Linked DNA regions of Mus musculus: all the other regions are linked to region 3. A link is a contact called in public Hi-C and HiChIP or PLAC-seq data. All regions are on one chromosome and are shown on one strand. The core of a region is the stretch at or near the end of the contact, and the rest is flanking DNA. Distances in the headings are between cores, read along the strand shown.

Region 1 (3,869 bases), core at 469-2,968, 450 kb after region 3:
CATGGTGGGCTTGAAATCATGAAGCTTGACCTTGCATCTAAACTGTGACACCTAGGGAAAGACCCTGTTCCTCCGGACCTTTGTCCTCCCTCTGACAGACGACAGCGGTAATGACAGTCGGGGCTCCTAGCTCCGGAATTCCACAATCACAGGTCACCGAAGATGGTGTTTCCCTCTGATGCAAGCTTAGAAGTAGCTGTCAGGGAGGTGAGAGGGAAAAACATGGGCAGACGTGGAAGTCTGCAGAACCAGATGGACAGAGACAGCTCGAAATAGGGGAAGCTACCTAGCCAGAGACAGAAAGAACAGTCTGGCAATGTGGAGAGAAAATGAAAGCCCCCGTTGTAAGCAGGCTTGTGCCAGTATTGCTGGAAACAAATAGTGACAGATTGCTAACATGTTACAGTGAAAATTACCAACACGATGAGGCTTTTGCACCATAACCAGCACCTCTTGTTATCCCATTAACAAAACTGACGAGACCAAATTGCTAATAGGAGAAAACGCTCGCGAGTTGTATTATATCACACCTCTCCTGCCCAGAGAACACAATCCAAGGAGAAGCCACCTAGAAGAAATGCCCCCACGGACTAGTTTCTCCTGGGATTAGGGAAAACCCTAGCCTGCCCCACCCTCTTCTGCCAAATCAAGAACGCCTGCCATACCACCAGCACCATCGAGACAGCCACCCAGGGATCTGCTCGCACTGCTCAGCAGACAGGGGAGAATTGTCAGTCACTGGACAGGACAGGAGCCAGCAACCTCTGCAAAGAGCACAAGGTGGGTTCGCTGACAGGGCCCAGCACAGGGAGGGACGCGTGAGTGAGTCAACTGGACCATGGTGTTTCTGGATGTATAGAGTGCTGGATTCCAGGTTTTCCCATCTGTTCCTAAAACAACCAGTGCAGGAAAGCTCGTGGTGTCTTACATTGTTACCACCCCATCTGGCCACTGCCCACTCTAGCTTGGCCAGAGAAAGTCTCCATCCTAATTCCATTAACCTAAGAGTCCAAGCTGGCGTACATGCCCAGGGATGGGGTGTCAGGAACAGGACACATCTGGTCCAGGCATTGCAGGAAGATCTTTCTTCTTCGGGTCGTGGATGGATTTCCTGCTCAATCAGCCGAGGCCCAGAGGACACCGTCAGGAGCTTATTCTCCTCACTCAGGAAAGCCCTCCAGTTGCCCAAAGCCCTTAATGTTTGCTCCAAGTTTTCCCCCTGGGATAATCACTGCATACCCCAGGCCCCCTGCTGCCAGCCCAGAGAGTAGGGCCAGCTGTGGGCTGTATGCCCTGCTAGTCACTCAGAAAAGCAATTGGCCAAAGATTGTACCGAGTAATTGAATGGTAAGGGCTTTTGTAGACCAAGCAGGGACTTGTCTTTGTCGGAGGGGGAAAAAAAGAGGAAAGGAAAAAAAAATCTTTACAAAGTACCCAAGTGCTGGGTGTCAGACAGGACAAGTTTTTTAATCATGTTAAAATGATTTATTTAAACGTCAAGCCGTGTCACCTCACTTCCTTTCATTTTTCAAACTGTTTGTGTTTTTTCTGGATGATAAATTTATCTTCAGACAGCCTCAATATGACTAATTAACTTTGAAATATAAGAACCAGATGTGTGAGTTGGAGAGCTTTCTGAACTAATGCCAGCTGGGCTGGTGGGTTTTTTCCTCCTTCTTCTTCTTCCCCGCCTTCCCCCTTCTCCTGCCCCCACTCTTCCCTGCTGGCCTGCTGAAATGACGAAGCAGAGATGGAAGCTCAAGGCTCGGCTAACAGAAAGTACCCTCTGCTTTCCTGTTTCCCATTTGGCCCCTGAAATCCAATTGCCTGGAGTGACAGTGGCCTAACTTGCCAGGCAGGACAGGCAAAGCTGTCCTTGGAGGAGGGGTTTTAGAAAATTCCCCTACTGTAACCATTGACCCAGTGCAGATCAGGACACTGACAGAATGTATCAGCCACACAACAGCTTGTGTCCCTGTGCTGTGGCACACACCAATGTCTTTTAAAGAAAGGCATCCCAGTTTCCCTGGTATGTTTGTTCCCGCTGGCTTCCTGTTGCTGGTGAATAATGGGTGCCAGCACAGGAGAGGGGAGAGGGGATCTGGGAGGGGACACATGGGTGAGCCTTTCGGGACTGTATGCTGGAGCAAAGGCTACTGGGATTTGGAACTCACAGGGGTGTGTCTCTGTGTGTGTGTGTGTGTGTGTGTGTGTGTGTGTGTGTGTGTGTGTGTCTGTGTGTGTGTGTCTGTGTGTGTGTGTCTGTGTGTGTGTGTCTGTGTTTATGTATATACATGCATACCCATGAATCTGTGTCTTTGTATATGTCACTAACCCACATTGGGACATTAGCATAAAAGAAAAAAAATCACTTTTCCAGGACTCAAGTATCTCAGTGATAGAGGCCAGAGTGGACAGTATAAGCCCTGTGCCTCAGTTTTCCCTACATAACTACTCCGCAAGACCCACTAGATCTCTCCGCCTACAGAAGTAGGCTGAGGTTATATGAGCTCATTTTCATGAAAGCGCCTGTAGCCTCTGAGAGGCTGACACACCCCTAAGGGATTATTAGGGTGATTCCCACAGTTACTCCATCATCGGGGCCATAATCATTATGCTGTCTCTTGATGTCTGAGAGTTCTCACCTGAGATAATCTCACACAGTTGCCAGGTCAGGAGCATGGCTCACCCAGCCACACCCGTAGAACCATCAACAGGGGACTTGATCTTTCTGCTCTGCTCGGGGAGGATACAGCAGAGCTGCCTCCTGGTTGCAGGGAGAGGAGACTCCTAACTCCATGCCTCAGATTCTGCGGCTACCAGTGCACCTGAATTCATGTGCTATTGAAGTGGGTGAGAGACTGGCTCTGTGTGGAGGCTCCATCATCTCCCTAGAGAGCAAGGCCCTTTTGAAGGCTAGAGATGATCCTTCCTCACCTGTCCTTCTGCCTCTAAAAATAAGCTAGGCCCTGGGCTCTAGAGATAGGGTCGGGGGCGTCCTGAAGGAATAATGGTTCTCAGAAAGAGAATTCTAGCGTCTCAGAAGCCTTCTTAACTCCCTAGCCTTGATCTTAGCTTCTGCTCCATTTCCCCAGATTTTTGTTTTTTGTTCCGTGTCACCTAATCCCCAGTTAAAGGAGTGTCACCCTTCAGGAAGATATTGTAGCGAGAGTTTCTGGGAACTAGTGAAGAAAAAAAAGAGTTCAACAATGCAATGCCCAAAGCAATGAAAAGCGGGAGGAAAACGAAGGGGTAGGGGGTGAAGAGAGAGAGCAAGCCTTCTCAAGTCTGAATTTGCCTCAGAGACCACAAATCTCAGAGTAAGAGGTGGATCCCAACAGGTCCTCGATGGCCACTCTCCACAGCCCCTTCCCGAAGCAAGGAGTCAGAGCGCCTACACTGACAACAGTCTCCTGTCTCCCATTGTCCTCATTCTCTGTGAGGACAAACCTCATTAAGCTCCCCAGACTTCACAGGAGTAGGGGAGAGAAGCTGTGTGGATACTGAGAGCCAGGTGAACACAAGTGGAGATATGGAATATGCCGGTCCACAATGAGTTTCTGGGCCATCACTTGCTCTCCACTTACAAGTCCTGGCCCGCCCTCGCATGCCTGCTCAGAGGCTATCTGCCCGGGGGCGCTAACACACATATCCATCCGGACTCAAGTAGTCTGTCACAGTCTGAAAGCCACGTGCAGCCCCACGGCTTAGCTCTTCCTACCTCCCTCTTCTGCCCCACACCAGGCAAGACATGCAGTTTGCTTTCTGACTATTAATAACATTTCCTGCCATGTCAAACTAAGATAATTATGGAGCTAGCAGAATCACAGGATCCTTGACTAACAGAAGGCTGGAGAATGGGAAAGTCC
Region 2 (4,357 bases), core at 190-2,689, 500 kb after region 3:
GTGAAGGCAGAGGTTATACACAAGGACCAATCCGACTAGACTTTACTTCCTTACAGCGATGCTTCCCCCAAATGATGGCATACAAGCATGCTTCCCCACTACCATCCTGCCCACAGCTTTCTATTTAGCTCCACCCTTGCCCAGAGCTTCTCTAGCTGTCTCTTTAGGGCAGGCCAGATCCCTGGAGCTGACGCCTCCTCCTCAGCGCTTATTGTCATTGGTTACTTGGGGTATTTGCTGACTGTGCTCTCGCTCTCCTTGCAGAAGGATCTGTCTCCGCTAAACCACCAAGCATCCCCATGCCATAACTTTAAAGCCATTTATTTACTTCCATTTATTTGCCAAGCCCTCAAAAAAATAAAAAATAAAAATAAATAAAATATAAAAACCTGGTTGAAGTGACTTCCTGCAATCAAATCCTGGTGCCCGGATGGAGTTCACAGTGACCACCATTTGAACAGCCTCTCTGGCCCCTTGCTGCCATTTTAAACAGTGATGCTGCAGGTTCTGAAACCTGCACCAGGGAGTAGACTAGAAAACAACAAGAATCACGAACCGTGACAGCATCCTCTTGCCGCTGTTTCTGCTTATACTGGGTAAACGGTACTGGAAAAGAAAGGGTGTGTGTTCAAGAAAGCAGAAAATAGAGGGGTGCAGTATTTAACAAGAAGGGAGGTCTGGCCTACCAAAATCCCATCCCTGTCTTGTGCCAGGAGCCATCTCCAAGAGTCTCTCTCTCTCTCTCTCTCTCTCTCTCTCTCTCTCTCTCTCTTCCTCTTCCCCTCTCCCATATCCCCTCCCTACTTTCTTGTCCTTTCCCCCTCTCCCTTTGTTTTCCTGTGCCTCCCCAGCTGCGGAGGACTTTAATGACATCAGAAATGAGAATGGGGTAAGATCCATAAGAGCCCAGGAGAAATGAAAATTGTAAACCCAGGCAAGAATGTTGCGTGGCACGGAGCTTTGAGTCCAACCTGGACTACAAAGGAAGACCTTGCCTAAAAAGTAAGGGGAAGAGGAAGGAGAGAAAAAAAAAAACTATAAAGCAGAAATAAGGCAACCCTGCTCAAGAACATCTAAGAACATTCCACAAACAGCTGGCCTTGGGAAGGCGATGGGGCGGAGGGGGATTTCCCAGGCTTTGATTCCAGAGCGCCCGTGGGACAAGAAAAGTTCCCCTGAACAAGCCCCATAGACTTAAATACATCTGTACTCCGTTCCTCATCCTGAAGGCTGGCATCCTGCCTCTGGCAAAGGGGTGCTGCGGGCAGAGGGATGAAGAGAAGAGTTTAAGAACTAAAACATGGACCCAACGCTAGACGGGCTCCTCTTTTCTCCCTTGAGCAAAATGAGCTGAGGGAGATGGAGGGGGGAAGGGGAGCATGGTCCAAGCCTACTGAGTCGCTGAGTGAAATTACAGGGCCCTGCGAGGGATGATTAACAGCCCGCATGGTTTTCTGCTTCAGAGCCATTACTCACTGCAAACCTGGGGCTTCTCCGTTACATAGCCCGGCACAGGCCGACCATTTTTTCCATTGACTGAAAACACATTCTGACTGAAAACAAACTTTGGATCCCCGAGGCTTGGCAGGCCCTGGGTCCTTCTCCATATTTAATCAACGGGAAGCTAAACACTTTCAATCTACGATGGCTCATTTGGACGGGGTCTCGGGGCTTTTTGCTCCGTGCCAGATATAATAACTCTCCTCTCTCTTTTCTAAGGCCTATTTTATAATTTTGCTGTTTTTCAATGTCAAGCCCATCTTTTGAAGAATTTTTATTGGATTTCCTGCTAGACTTCAACAAGGATTTTTCTTGCTTTGGCAGAAATATCAAGCAGAAGAGGGGAAAAACTCAATCATCGTCTTGGAAAAGTCGGGATGGTGCGTGCGCGCTTGCGCGTGGGGGCGGGGAGTGGGGGAGGGTGAGAGAGAGAGAGACCTTTGTCTGTTTGCACACAAACAGGTTTCTAGAAGGCTGGAGTTCTCACTGCCAGCTTCCAGGGCCCCTCTAAGTCGATAAGGTACTGTGAGAGTGATGGATGGGTGCACATAGCAAGTTGGAGCTGGGCATGGAGACTCTGGAGTGTGGCCGCCAGCCAGAGGGAAGGTGCAGCTCTAGGAGATCTGGGTGCGAGCTATGACACCCCTGGACGTGCCTGTTTATAGAAATCACCATGGGAACACCGAAGGATGGGGAGGCATTCTCCACTCGGGAGACAGCAAGCCAACTCTTCCAAGATAGTAGAACCCAAGACTGGGTGGGGAGGCACGGCCCAGAGGCGGCCATTCACCACGCTGTCTGCTCCCAGCTTGCGGGCAGCAGCAGAGGTTTTGCTTTTTCTTTATAAAGATAATTCCCCTGGGGAAGCAGCTTGCCAGTGAGTGACAGCTTTTGTTTGCTCATGTTTTCCTCTCCTCCCAGAGTCAACTCTCAGAATATACCAGAATGTTCCTTCACACTCCACTTTTTCCTTTCCATGTTTTCGGGGGGGTGGAGGGAGGTGGAGGGGAGGATGGGAGCAATTTTCACAGAGTATCATCCAGAAAAAAGCAGTTTGTTTTTGTCCCTTAGTGAGTCGGCGGGACAAAAAAAAACCCTCGATGCGTCTTTTTCTGTTCCTGTTTACATTTTACTTTTTTGACCTCTTAGGCTAAGAAGTCTGAGCCGCTATTAACGTCCCAGTTTAGAGAGCATTGTCCCCTGTTTTCCTGTCTCTGTATTCCCACAGCAATCGTCTGAGAGAGACGGGGCATATATTGGGATCACTGTCTAAGAGATGTGCAAACAAGAGTCACAAACCAAGTGACCTGCTGGAACCTTGCAAGTGGGGATTCAGATAGGAATCAGAGAGAGCAGCTTGCTTTCTTGGCTGTCCTAAAGACTGAACCCACAGTCTCACCTTTTGCGAGGTATATACTTGCTATTACGCTATGCCATCCCCACCCATTCTTACTTTGGTCTCACTAAGTTGTCCCGGCTGGCTTTGAACCTGTCTCGTAGCCCCTCATAAGACTTGAACCTAATAAGATTCTCCTGCCTCAGCCTTCTGAGTAGCTGGGATTATGGGTCGGTACCACCAGGGCACTTGTGTCTAATGAGCTACATACAAAACACAGGGGAGTACCCTGATATTCATTTAATAAAAGCATCCCCTTTCCTCCTTTGCTGGGGAAAGCTTCCTGAACAAATTATCTAAACCAACTAAACACACTGAAGGCAGAAATATCATAGCTTCCCACACATGTCCGCTAATTGCAGAGCAGTTTTATTGCAGGCTTAATAGAAGGCTTCCAGGGCATCTAAGCCACCTCTTCCTCTACTAAGAGAAAAGGACATCTAGAAGCCAGGTAATGCAAATCACTTGGAGAATACTCAGCCAGGCCCCAGTCCTGCGCTAGAATATTGTAGGATGCTACAGGAGGGAAGGATGCTGCCCTTGCTCTGGAGGCATGCACAGCCAAGCTGAGGAGGTAGAGCAAATAGATGTAGGAGCCTAGAACTGTGCAGAGCTTAGAGCTCATTCATCTAAGTCCCCCATTTACCAGTGAGCTAGGACAGATGGAGGATCAAGGAACCAAGAGGAGGAATGGGAAGTAAGTGTTCGGGGACCACAGCTGTCAGAGAAAACAGAAGCCAGCGGGGATGCTCTCTAAGAAAACAAAGCTTGCTCTCGACCTTGAAGTGCATGCAGGATCAAATGAATCAGTAAAGGGGGAAGCTTGATTCCCATGTGCCTGTGCCTCTGCAAGGAGGCCAGAGCACAGGACCAGGAGGAGACAGGGGACGGAGCCGGATGGAGCTAGGTCATGAGGGTCACAAGCACCGGAAGAATGGCAAGGCCAGAGTTCAGTACACTAGGAACAATTAAGCCCTCTTCCTACAGTTTCTTCCAGATCCATGCCTATCCCCACCTTCACAAAAGCCTAGGTACCGATTTGTACCTAGCTTTGAATCTAGTGAAGGAGAGATCATGCAGAGTTCTTCGGGACTAGCATCATCTAGTCATCTCGACTCCCCTTGGCCTCTTCTGTCATTTCTGCAGGCACCCTGCATCTTCACTATGCTTTCAACGTGGCCATCCGGGAAGTGTAAGGCAAGGACTGATTTCACTGAGCGAAAGAGGAAAGGGCGAAGCATCGAGGGAGGGGTCTTGAGATGCTCTTGAGAAATGATGTGCAGAGCTCCTGTTCTCCAGTCACCAGGGAGACAAGCTGAAGGGCCTGACGGCCAAAGGAGCGTTCCCCAAGCCCCTGACCAGCTAAGGCTCGGGTACCTTCATCCTTCTAGGCTTCTGTTCACACCGTGGCTCACCTTGCGAATCATGTCCTATAACCATGAATGTCTCCCTGCTCCCTTA
Region 3 (3,999 bases), core at 794-3,293:
CGTAGAAGCCAGCTGAACTCAGACAAGCAGGGTGGACTCTTTCTGTTAAGCTCTTGAGCAATCAGCAAAATGGCTTCGATGCTGTCTCCACTGAGGAAATTACATATATAACTGTAACCCCCTGCTTTCAATTTCATCCCAGTTCCTTACATCCCCCTTACTTCTACCTCTATACTCCTGAGCCCCTGAGAAGATGGCAGCAGGTAAGAATACAGGGTGATGAGAGGCTCTTGTATGCACTGTCAAAAGTCTCTTTCGGTAGGATTATGAACCCCTGACCTCTGACCCAGGGTTCAAAGGCAGATTGATTATTTCCTTGAATAAAATTGATTGTCCGGTTGTACATTATATGGATATTTTAAGACTTTCCCGACTAATACTATCTGACCATCAGCTTACCCCCTCGCCTCTTGATAGTCATAGACCTTTCTAGGTGGATCCATGCTGACCGTTAAGACAGTTTTGGCTTTTTCCTTCCCTGCTCCCTGTGGTAATATCTGGGTTTATCATGTAATATTTCTCAGAACTCCCCGAACATTGGTTGACCCAGAAGGCCAGTAGAATGTAGTATTAACATCCTCAGGGGTAGTTAAGTTGCTTTTATGTAGCTGTGACCAAAAAACCCATGAGAACAACTCACCAGAGGGGAAGAAGGGGGAGCTTTCTGGCTCACAGTTATGTGGTCTTATGTGCTTTGGCGGAATATCGCAGTGGTAGGAGAATGCAGCAGAGGGACCTCTTCGTCACAGGAAGGGACTGGGTGGAAGCCCTAAGGATCTGACCCCATGACCTACTTCCTGTAGCTAGGGCTCATTTCCTAAAGTGTCTAGAACATCTCAAAATACCACCAGTTGCTAGGGGTCAAGTGTCCATCAGATGTGCTCCCCGGGGGGGGGGGCATTTTGTATCTAAACTGTAACTGGGCAAGACAGGGCATTTCTAGCAGCTGTTTGTCTGTTGGCTGTCTATCCTCTCTATTTGGCAGTTTCCTCACCAAAGGTTCAACAGGCTTGAGGTGGGTGTCCTCTCAGGTCTCCCCTACTGCTCGTTTTTCGTGACACGCTCTGCTAAGGCTCTCCCAAGGCTCCCCCAACCCTCTTCCATCCTCTTCAGCAATTTTGTACCAACTCTGATGTTCTGACCAGCATGGTTTGACTTCTACAGAAACACCACCCTACCAGATAAGATGAAGTGCCCGGAGCTCTGTTAGAGTCAATTTTGTGCAAGGTTAATGTGATCTCCCTCATCCTGGCCATTGAAGTCCTGGCAATTCTAGATTCTTCATGCCCCAGGATGCCCTGTTGGTGCAAGGGTTAATACCACCTGTCAGAACCCCACGGGGATTGGACTGTGTCTGGAGGTAGTGAGTTTTAAACATCTCATGCTAGAAGACAGAACGTTTCTTTTACTTTAGCTTTTATTGGGACTTTAAACGTAGCCAAGGCATTAAAGAAAGAGGAAGGGGGAAAAATAAACTTGGAAAGCTTTTATACTTTTTGTAAAAAAAAAAAAATCATTTCTTTTTTTTTTTCTTTTTTTAACCATTACCCAAATCTCCTCCAAACACACAGACCCTACAGTATCCCTATTAAATTATATAGAGCGAGTCCAGCCCTTGACTGTCAGCGGGGCCCATCATTCCTAATTTATCGCCCCAGGAAACACAGTACAATTATGGTAATAAATAATAATAGGATTCAGTACATGACAACATGAATGATGGAGCCTCTCAGAATTCATTTACATTGCTTTGTGTTGCAATCATCGTGCCTCTAATGTAACGCCAAGCAAATGAGCCCCTTTGAATATTGTGCAATCTATCGCAAGTCAACTGGCACAAAACTCACTCAATAAATCATGTTCAAACACATGCCTGTAATGACAGGTAAATCAACAATGAAGTAATTGCATTTAATGTATTGAAATACTGGACAAAAAAAACCCAGTGACCTCAAAGTGACTTTTTGTAAAAGGTATGATATAGTTGCAGAGGGAGAGAGCTCTCCTTCCCGGGAGTCTTGCAGTGCTCAGATGCACACGCCATTGCTGAGGCTGCTGTCCCTGGGCAAGCCCTGATTTACTGCCTTCACTCCGCAGTGAACACCGGAGCAGGCTGCCAGACACTTCAAGAAGGTGTTTGCCAGCATGGATGAGAGAGTCACAAGCTCCAAGCAGCGCAACCTCTCCTCCACCCGGGCTGTCGCCCACTCAGAAAACCTTCTGAAGGGGGCAGGGAGAGCGCTGTGTCAGGAGCCAGAGGGATGTGGCTCCGCCCTGCTCCGGGACTCAACTAGATTGCTCTACAGCTTTAGCCAAGCTCTTCCGCCTTTCGGCCCTTTATGAAATGAAGCATCTGGATCGTCATGTCTGAAATTCACTGCAATTCTAACATTCTCTGAAGCTCTGATTCCAATTAGGGCGGGGGGTGGTGTCTTTGCTTTTAAGCGGAAAATAAAAATAATAAAAGCCTGGGCTCTTCTTGCCCCCGAGTGTCGGAGGCACTGGTTTGAATCAGCGTGCATCTCTTCATCATTGTTTCTGTCGCCGAGGACCTGTGTGCTTCTAATTTCTGTGAAACTTGGGCCCTGCCCCTTTCTGGGCAAGCAGACAAGTCTGAAAATAGGTCCCCAGGGGTTGTGTGGATGGATAACAGACAACATGGAAATGACAGCCTTCCCTACATTCCCCATCCTTTCCACCCCAGCTCCCCTCTTCCCAGGGACCATGTCAAAGAGAGATGAAGCAGAGCCTCTTCGAAGCCAAAGGCCACTTAAGAAACTTTTCCGCTCTTGTAGAAAACTCACTCTTGGCCGAAGGCTGCTCCAGATCAGCCCTGCCTGCAGTGTCTGTCCCTCCCCACCCCTGGCCCCTCTCAGTGGAGCCAGCTGGTTTTATATTGCTCTGCTATGAAGAAGGGGGATGACGGAGGAGGAAATCACACTACACTTTGAGGAGGAAGACCTGGCTAAGTTCAAGCTCGATGATTTACTTGAAAGGTGGCTTTATAGATGTCCCTTCGTAGTTTTGTCCACTGTTCCATCTGTAAAGCCATGGTGCTATTTTTGGTGGCTCCAACCAGGTTTTTGTAGGGAGTGTGACAGACAGATGCGAAATGGTCTTTGTTGGTTGTAAAACACAATATAAAACCAATTTTTTTTTATGATGATAAGGAAGGAAAAAATATCTGAGACAAGGGCTGCCCTCAAGTAACGCTTCTTACCAGAAAATTATCTTAGTTATTTAACTGGGTATTGTTCTCATCTGAAACTCCTATGGGGTGGGGATGAATAGAGGAGGAGCTATGAGGGTCTGGTCTGCATCATTCTTAACTTAGAAGCCCCTTGAGCAACAATAACCAGCATTTACTAAGTGCATTGATAAAGGATGTCTTTTCTCTCCTTGAGTAAATTATAATAAAATGCTGTAAGGAAGTTGCCATAAACATATTTGACATATCTCTCAAACACACTTGCCTGCTGCGTTCTCTCTCCTTGCTGAAATGGCATGTTTTCTTTCTTTTTGTTTGTTTGTTTAGGCTTCTCTACCCAAGGCCTCTACTGGAATGAAGCAATCACAAAGCCTTTAATTCCCACCCAGACGCCTTCCAAGATGAAACTGGGCCACAGTTTTCCCAGACAACAACAGTCCAGAAAAAGAAAGCTATCTCATTTCCAAGAAGGGGGGAGTCCAGGGAGCTGGACAAACTCACAAACATTCATGGTGGAGAAGGAAGGAAGTCATGGCTGACTGACCCATCAAAGCCCTTGAATAATTGCCGATGGGTTTCTTGGTATGATGTGCCCTAAACCATGCCACTCTCTTCTGTTTGTTGGTCCATCAAGAACTGCAAAGGTTGGCTCAGAGACCGCCTGCTACACTCTTCCACAGCTGTGTCCCTAGCTCCCACTCGATTTGACTCAGAAGATGTCAACTTGCAGAACAAAGGCTTAGTGAGCAGAGTTGGTGGATGGGGAGCAAAACTGAGGCCTCCCCCCCCCC

The links. A called contact is a pair of places that touch in the nucleus more often than the background predicts. HiChIP or PLAC-seq counts read pairs in DNA pulled down with a chosen protein or histone mark.
Region 1: a contact with region 3 is called in an H3K4me3 HiChIP or PLAC-seq map of craniofacial prominence, with 4 times the contacts expected there. The contact joins two enhancer-like sites. A contact is called at or near these places in 2 of 484 Hi-C or Micro-C datasets (pancreatic cancer cells and uterus), 3 of 115 datasets of contacts at active chromatin or transcription factors (acute myeloid leukemia, craniofacial prominence and heart atrium) and 1 of 9 other capture datasets (embryonic stem cells).
Region 2: a Hi-C map of uterus shows a contact between it and region 3, with 4 times the contacts expected there. The contact joins two enhancer-like sites. A contact is called at or near these places in 4 of 484 Hi-C or Micro-C datasets (nephron progenitors, palatal mesenchyme and uterus), 8 of 115 datasets of contacts at active chromatin or transcription factors (craniofacial prominence, embryonic basal ganglia, embryonic limb bud and 3 more) and 3 of 9 other capture datasets (embryonic stem cells, embryonic tail and embryonic trunk).

Annotation. Positions count from the first base shown.
Region 1 is chr8:26,803,988-26,807,856 of GRCm38.p6, forward strand. No RefSeq gene overlaps it. Among named protein-coding and RNA genes, the nearest start is that of 2310008N11Rik, 19 kb to the right of the region's middle. Within about 2 kb of position 1,719, at least 59 of the 459 cell types and tissues checked have an H3K27ac peak or open chromatin away from gene starts, as enhancers often do. A contact at or near this core is called in craniofacial prominence and uterus, where this site is marked.
Region 2 is chr8:26,847,127-26,851,483 of GRCm38.p6, forward strand. No RefSeq gene overlaps it. Among named protein-coding and RNA genes, the nearest start is that of 2310008N11Rik, 25 kb to the left of the region's middle. Within about 2 kb of position 1,440, at least 42 of the 459 cell types and tissues checked have an H3K27ac peak or open chromatin away from gene starts, as enhancers often do. A contact at or near this core is called in fibro-adipogenic progenitors, heart atrium, palatal mesenchyme and 1 more, where this site is marked.
Region 3 is chr8:26,350,063-26,354,061 of GRCm38.p6, forward strand. No RefSeq gene overlaps it. Among named protein-coding and RNA genes, the nearest start is that of Gm31843, 30 kb to the right of the region's middle. Within about 2 kb of position 2,044, at least 87 of the 459 cell types and tissues checked have an H3K27ac peak or open chromatin away from gene starts, as enhancers often do. A contact at or near this core is called in craniofacial prominence, fibro-adipogenic progenitors, heart atrium and 2 more, where this site is marked.